Linked DNA regions of Mus musculus: region 2 is linked to region 1. The links are chromatin contacts, called in public Micro-C maps. All regions are on one chromosome and are shown on one strand. Each heading gives the region's core, a stretch centred on a gene start, on an enhancer-like site or on the middle of the called end of the contact. The rest is flanking DNA. Distances are from core to core; before and after follow the strand shown.

Evidence for each region. A called contact is a pair of places that touch in the nucleus more often than the background predicts.
Region 2: a contact with region 1 is called in a Micro-C map of palatal mesenchyme, with 2.9 times the contacts expected there. The contact joins two enhancer-like sites. A contact is called at or near these places in 9 of 484 Hi-C or Micro-C datasets (cranial neural crest, embryonic stem cells, nephron progenitors and 3 more) and 4 of 115 datasets of contacts at active chromatin or transcription factors (craniofacial prominence, embryonic basal ganglia, embryonic stem cells and 1 more).

What each region holds. Positions count from the first base shown.
Region 1 is chr3:154,363,476-154,367,207 of GRCm38.p6, reverse strand. No RefSeq gene overlaps it. Among named protein-coding and RNA genes, the nearest start is that of AI606473, 35 kb to the right of the region's middle. Within about 2 kb of position 2,172, at least 48 of the 459 cell types and tissues checked have an H3K27ac peak or open chromatin away from gene starts, as enhancers often do. A contact at or near this core is called in palatal mesenchyme, where this site is marked.
Region 2 is chr3:154,569,025-154,572,748 of GRCm38.p6, reverse strand. No RefSeq gene overlaps it. Among named protein-coding and RNA genes, the nearest start is that of Gm40186, 3.8 kb to the right of the region's middle. Within about 2 kb of position 1,713, at least 27 of the 459 cell types and tissues checked have an H3K27ac peak or open chromatin away from gene starts, as enhancers often do. A contact at or near this core is called in palatal mesenchyme, where this site is marked.

The DNA.
Region 1 (3,732 bases), core at 923-3,422:
TGCCCATGTATGTGCACATTATCTGTCTCTCTGTGTGTGCATGTGTCTCTGTATGTATCATCACCCACATGCATGTATGTTATTAGATGGTAGAGCATTAATGAAGTGGCCTATTAATTTATAAAATTAGAAAATAAGAAATAGATTCTAATGATCCAGGAAAAGGTTTAATAGTGACAAGAAACAGTTATGAAATAAGTTATAGTTCTCTCCTTTAAAGAGGCCACCTCCTGTAGCCAGGCAGGAAACCCAGTGGAGAAAGAGGGATAACAACAAAACTTTTGACCCAAAATTTATCCTGTCTACAAGAAATACAAGGACAGGGGATAGAGCAGAGATAGAAGGAATGGCCAAGCAATAACCAGCCCAACCAGAGACCCATCCCATGGGCAAGCACCAATCCCTGACACTATTAATGATACTCTGATAAGCTTGGGGAGCCTAGCAGGGCTGAGAGGCACCACCCAGCAACTGACTCAGACAGATGCAGAGACCTACAGCCAACCATTAGATGGAGCTTAGGAAATCTTGTGGAAAAGTTGGGGAAAGGATTGACGGCCTTCAAGGGAATAGGAACCCCACAGGAAGACCAACAGAGTCAACTACCCTGGACCTCTACCCTAAACCTGGGATGTGTCAGGATAGGAGGATTCCCGGGGGTCCTCCACTATCTCAAAGGAGAAGGGGAGGGATGGGGGAAGGGACTATGGGAGGGGGAGACCACCAGGAGGGGGAAGAGCGATTAGGATATAAAGTGAAGACATTTTTAAAAAATAAAAAATAAAGTTATCTTCTCAATAACTTTTCTTTAACTTAAAATTATACATAGTTACAAATAATTTTAATTTTGATATTTGAAATGAGACTTCTTAGCCAGGCAGTGGTGGCATAGGCCTTAATTCAGAGGCTAGAGGATCTGTGACTTTAAGAACAGCCTGCTCTACAGAGCAAGTTCCAAGTTAACCAAGGATACACAGAGAAACCTTATCTCCAAAAATTAAATAAAAAAATAATAATAGAATAAAAATAAAAAACAAAATCAGACTTCTTGAGAAATAAAAAATAAACAATATTCCTACTTAAATGTTTTATTTCATCTTTTCTTATAATGTTTTCCTACCTTTATTTTCAGTACTTCTGATTCTAAAGCATTTGCTATGATTTTTATCAACAGAAATAAGTGTCTAATTTTAAAACATTGTTATTTTTAATAGATATGTTTTAATAATCTGGGTAAGGTAATTTTTCTAGACTCTAATCAACCAAAAATAGAAGAGAAATAGAAAATTTATTTCTATTACTAAGTCCACAATAAAAATGTTTATTTTTTTAATTATGTGAGTGACTCTTTCTATAGTTTCATCCCGGTGTCAAACTGACTTTTTCAGCCCTTGAATGCAAATGTCAGTTTAAAATCTGAATTTATCCCATATGCTTCAAAGGTTGTTCTGGAAAACTGTTGGGACAAGCAGCCTCTAAATAAGTATAATTCGGGATGACTGCTCCTGATATATTGACTGGTCCTGTATACAAGTGGAAAGAGTAGAGAATCTGTCAAATTAAAACGGCACATCTGTAAAACGCTTTGCAAGAGAATGTTAAAATGCTATAAATCAATACGTGAGTGTTTAAAACAAAGCGAACTCGCCCTGTGTTTTGTGGATTTGATTTATTCCCATGGTTCAGGGTGGTGCTTATACAGTTACGCTGCAGCAAAGCTCGGGGAGACAGATTTCTCCACAAGCCCCTTCCCACCAAGGTATTTCTATTAAATTCAGCTGTGGTGGCAAGAGTTTATCGTTTCAAACCCGTGGCTGTTCCGGAGGCTGGCATGGAACTCTGTACAGACCAAGCTGACCTTGAACTTGAGATGCCCTTGTGTGAGTGTCCCATGTGCTGCCATTGCACATGTGCGCTGCCTGGCCCCAAACTCTGTTTGGATCCTGTAATTCTAATATCTGTTTAAATGTGAGCACGCTGAAAACAGAAAGCCGTTCCAGTCCTGAGAAACAGAGATATCTGATGGTGGCTGTGCAAGAAGAATCAGTTTGGGGAATAAGAAAGAGTCTAAGCCATATCTCATAGGAGTGAAATGCCTTTCTAAACCGCGGTGCATGTCAAGGGCAGAGCAGGTTTCTCCCCAACAGCGCCTCCTGTGGCGCTACACTGCCAATGCAGATCTTCACTCTGCCCTTTCCCCTTGGCTGAGTTCAGTCTGGAAGCTTAGGCTAAGCACACTGTCCCACGGAGGATCAGACTTATCGGGAGTAGAGACAGGAGTCTGCCAAGGACTGACTCCTGAAGTTTGTTTCCTGGTAAAACCTGAAACAGTATCAGCTTATTTCCAGTATTTTCTCATGTGGGTGTGCTGTATGTGTGCGTACTGAGATTATGTATAGGTGTGTTCACCTATGCAGATTCATGCAACTCACAGCTGTACACCAAGTGAGCCCCTGGGCTCTGTTTGTTTCTGCTTCCCCCAGCGCTGGAGTTAGAGATCACCCCGCTGTTTTATGAGGGAGCTGGGGGTTCCAAATTCAGCTCCCTGTTATTGTTCAGCGAGCACCTTACCCACTGGCTATCTCTCCAGCCCACAATTACTTCCTGGATAGCGTGTTCACCATAAGCAAGCCTAGATCTGTGCTAACACGTTAAGTACCAACTTATCCTGGCTGCTCTTCTGGAAAAACTGTAGTGCATTGTGGAAGTGCGGGCACTTAATCTAAAAGGACAAACTTTTACTAAACTGCACTACTTGCAAGTATAAAATAAAACAAAGCAGGATTTTTAAATCTCCTTTAGAAGCTACTGGAAGGTCATTCTTTTCCACCAAAATGGAAATTTTCCTGGCGTAAAACTGCAAGCTCAGAATGCACGTCGTGTTTCTCAGAACAGCCCAGTTTCTTACTGTTGCCTGGTGGAGACAACCCTTCCTGTAGCCCTTCCAGTTTACAAAGCTTCTCCCCAGCTTCTCCTCAGCTTCTCCCCAGCTTCTCCTCAGCTTCTCCTCAGCTTCTCCCCAGCTTCTCCCCAGCTTCTCCTCAGCTTCTCCCCAGCTTCTCCCCAGCTTCTCCTCAGCTTCTCCCCAGCTTCTCCCCAGCTTCTCCTCAGCTTCTCCCCAGCTTCTCCCCGGCTTCTCCTCAGCTTCTCCCCAGCTTCTCCTCAGCTTCTCCCCAGCTTCTCCCCAGCTTCTCCTCAGCGTCTCCCCAGCTTCTTCCCAGCTTCTCCCCGGCTTCTCCCCAGTTTCTCCCCCACTTCTGCTTTCTCTCTAACCTAACATAACTGCCTGGGTAAGGGCCACCCAGGACTGACAGCGAATCAGTTCCAGGCAAATTCCACAGGTTTTCTTCCACGACAGGGCTGCCCAGTAAATAGTTAAACAGTCCACCAACATCCACTGACTCTGAGGATTTAACGTAGGTGACCCCCCAACAAGAAATTTCAGTCAGCTGAAGATGGAAGTGAAGGAAACTTCAAAGGGCCACGTCTAGACAACACCTTCCTGTTTCAGAGAGCTGCTCACGACCTCCACTCATTGCAGACCGGCAAGAAGGAAAACCCGTCAGACCTCATTGACCGTAGGTAATGAAACAGGGTAATTTCTTCTGATAATGTCACCAAAGAGGAAATCCTACAGACTAAACCGATTAAGACCTCAAGGGAAATATCATATGCACAAAATTGGTTGAGGGGGTTTTGGGAAGGTTGTGGGGGGTTGGAGGAGAAGGGGTC
Region 2 (3,724 bases), core at 464-2,963, 210 kb before region 1:
CCCTTTCTTCAAAACCAAAGCAACAGCAACAACAAAAAGGAAACAACAGGCTCCTAACGCCACCTGTTTTGTCTGTGTGTTGCTTTGGAGTGGCAGAAACTATCAATGCCTCCTACAGCAGCAAGAATGGCATGATGTCAGAGGAAAGTTTAATTAACCCGTTTTACAAAACAGAGAGCGGGCAAGAAAGGGGTGAACAGAACGTTGAGTAACTGCCTACATCGGCCACCAGGTGGCAGAGTAGCACGCACAGTCCTAGAGCGGCTTAGGAGGCGCCGGTGAAGTTCAAGAGCTTGGCTGTGCTTTATTTACAGTCCTACAATATTCCAAAGGTTTATTTTTTCAAAAGACATTATGAAACCAACTTCTATTGTATTTTTATAGTAATTATATGCAAAATGATAATATTTTAGTCATTTAGTGTTTTAATACTAAAAAGCTATTTATCAGGAATATTTGAAGCTGATACATTAAAAAAGTGAACACTAAAAACAAGTGCTTCAGTGTTTAGTCTGAGGTGTGTGTGTGTGTTTGTGTGAGTGTGTGTGTGTGTGTGTGTGTGTGTGTGTGTATGTGTACATCTGTGTGTATGTGTGTGTCTTGTGTGCTTCTTGTATGAATGTGTGTGTGTCTATGTGTATGTGTGTGTGTCTGTGTTTGTGTGTGTACTTAAAATTGTTCTGTTCACTTTCATATTTTTAAGTACATTTCACTTATTAGGTATGTAAGTAAAAATTTGTAATCCTATTTGTGCAATTTCAAAGATGAATCTGTGTGTTAATGCTTATGTATGTGTATGTGTGCATGCCTGTGTATGTATGTGTGCGCGCGCGCGTGTGTGTGTGTGTGTGTGTGTGTGTGTGTGTGCGTGCATGCAAATGCACTCATGCACTTCTAGAGAAATTACAGTTTCAATACATCTGTATTGAATCTACAAGTGTTCTGGACAGAGTAGATAATTATAGCCAAATTCATCCGGACTATATAGATTTTCGCCTTAAATTGTTTTCTTCTATGAGTACAAAGCTCCCACGTTTCATATGGGCCTTTCGATCTTTATGCTCATTATAATGCTTAACACTGAGCAAACAAAATGCTTCAATATCTACATTTAACAATCCAATCTAAAGAATGCACCGCTATCCATTCCAAATGGCCATTCTAAGTGTGTGGGTGAATATGTGGTTTTGTGGTTGCACATGTCCATATGCTGACCAGGCAAGAGGTCAGCCTCAGATGTTTTTCCTCAGGCACTGTGTACCCTGTTTTGAGATGGGGTAGCTGACTTGGCCAATAGCTCACCAGTTATTCTAGGCTGTCTGGCCAGGGGACCCCAGGGAGTCCATTGTCTCCACTTCCCTAGTGCTGGGGTTACAAAACAGGACTATGCCTGATTTTTTTACATTCTTGCTAAAGAGCAAACTCTGGCTGTGCATGCAGCCCTCACTGTTAACTCAGCGTCCTTCCAGACCCTCCAGGGAATTTCTGATATCTCCGTTTCGAGGGTCTTTGCAACACTGGTTTTCTCTGAGATTCTAAAGCTGAAGTGTCAATAGGACCCTTTCAACTCAGTAGAGCAAAGATTGTTCCAAGTACATCACAGCTAGAGTGTAAGACAACGGTTGTGGCTTGGCTGTGTGAAAGTGGAAATCAGCTAAGAGAGACTGGGAGGGGAGACTGGTTAGAAGCTCTGCCCTTCCTGTAAACATGTGCGATCAAATGTTGAGAAACCGGCGATGACTTACCTCCTTGCTACTAGCTGCTAGATGGAGCTCAAGTAAGATCTGGCTCGCCCGCATAATCTCTAGTTTACACGTCCCATTTAAAAGACAAAGGAGCAGTTTTGCTAAATATCGCATTTGTATTTTCACTTACAAACTAACAGAGGAATTTGGCAGGCGCCCCTCCGTGAACTTGGAGCGCTTACTTTCTGGCGGGGCTCCTCCTTGGGTCCTAAGCTTAACTGCTTCTGCAGACGTTTCTATATTGCACTCTGGGTAAATCAATCCTCTAAATGGGAAAAGGGGCATTCTTTCACTCAGGGGGTGAAGGATAGCTCTTCAAGTGGGGACATTTATTTCATCGGCCGTTTTCTTTCTTTCTTTCTTTCTTTCTTTCTTTCTTTCTTTCTTTCTTTCTTTCTTTCTTTCTTTCTTCCTTCCTTTCTTTCTTTCTTTCTTTCTTTCTTTCTTTCTTTCTTTCTTTCTATTACTTCTCTTTCTTTAATCTTTCCATTGTTTTAAAAAATTAAAAAGGCTTCATGTGATCCCGAGCCTCGGTTGTTGGTCAGTGGCCTGCTGCCCTGTTGACGTGAGCAATCTAAATATAGGAATGAGGGGATCGTCCACATTGGCTCTCAAGTCATGCTTTCTTTCTACGGAAAACACACGATTCAATTTAATTACATCATCTGTCATTCTCCAGGACAGGGCTTCCAACAGGGCCAAACAATCCTGAAGCCAGTTCATCTCTTTTAAAGAGGGCTAATCAGAAGGGATTTGCGATATTGAAATAACGGAGAGGCCGTTGTGATTGATTCTGAGCAATTCAGGAATGAAGAATTCTTCCCCAAAGCCCCAAATCATTGAGCCGGCTCTGTTTTAAAATAATGGAAGCGAGCCGCATCTCTTACATATCACACCGGTGCTGTCTGTGGGTTCCCCAAACGCTTGGAATGAAATGTGTTTCTATCAACAAGGATGAATGGATTACAAATGACAGCAAAATGCATAAGGCAGCTCTGTACAATTCTGAGAGCAGAAATCCTTAGTGTTAAAAGACAGAAATCTGTTCCGGGAAAATAATATTTAAAGAGAGTTTCCACACCAAAATTATTTCCATTGTTTCTTTACAACAAGAAAAGACAAACATTGCGGAGGAACTTTCCACAGCCCTGTTGACGGGAATGCCAAGTTTTGCTACTAATGTAGAAAGCAGTAATTACGTTTTTAAAAATGACAACTCTGGTAATTATACATTTAAAATATGAATCCCAATGTTTAATTAGGTCATATGACTATAATATCAGCTTGCATGAGCAGCACACCAATTTCTAGCAATTCAAAGAAATACAGGCATAAAGGCTGCTATGATTGTGACATTTAAATAGAATGAACCATAATGTACTACATTATTCTTTAAATATTTTAATGTTTACCAATGTTATTGAGTAATGAAGTTTGTCATCATGGCTTATTCTTCATAAATAATTACTCTGGTAGCAATGAGTGTACTAGAACATTCGTGTGTTCCTTCCAAATTAAACACATAGCTAGACTCAAACATACATTTGAACGTGGTTTTGTATATTTCAATATGCCTAAGTAAATAATATGTTTCTTAAATTAATTACAGCAAGTTTTATGTTAGGAAAGTAATTCTCATTTTACCCTGTATTATAAACCCGTATTTATTATTATTATTATTATCATCATCATTATTATTATTACGTTCACTTCTTCCCATTTTTCATTTATAAATTCTGCATCTCTTGGCTTTTTAGTCTTTGTCTCACTGATTACTATTTCCAAGAAGCTTAAATGCCTGTGCTTTACAAAGTTTCATTTTGTCGTAGTTTTTTAAAATTAGGTTTTCAAAGCTTGTTTTAAATTACTCTTTTTTTCTCTAAACCACACGGATATGTATCTAATAGCTTTATTTGTTGCAAACACAAGATAGCCGTTGGTCAGTTACTGAGTCTTTGCCCCCACCCTCTCTCTGCTGT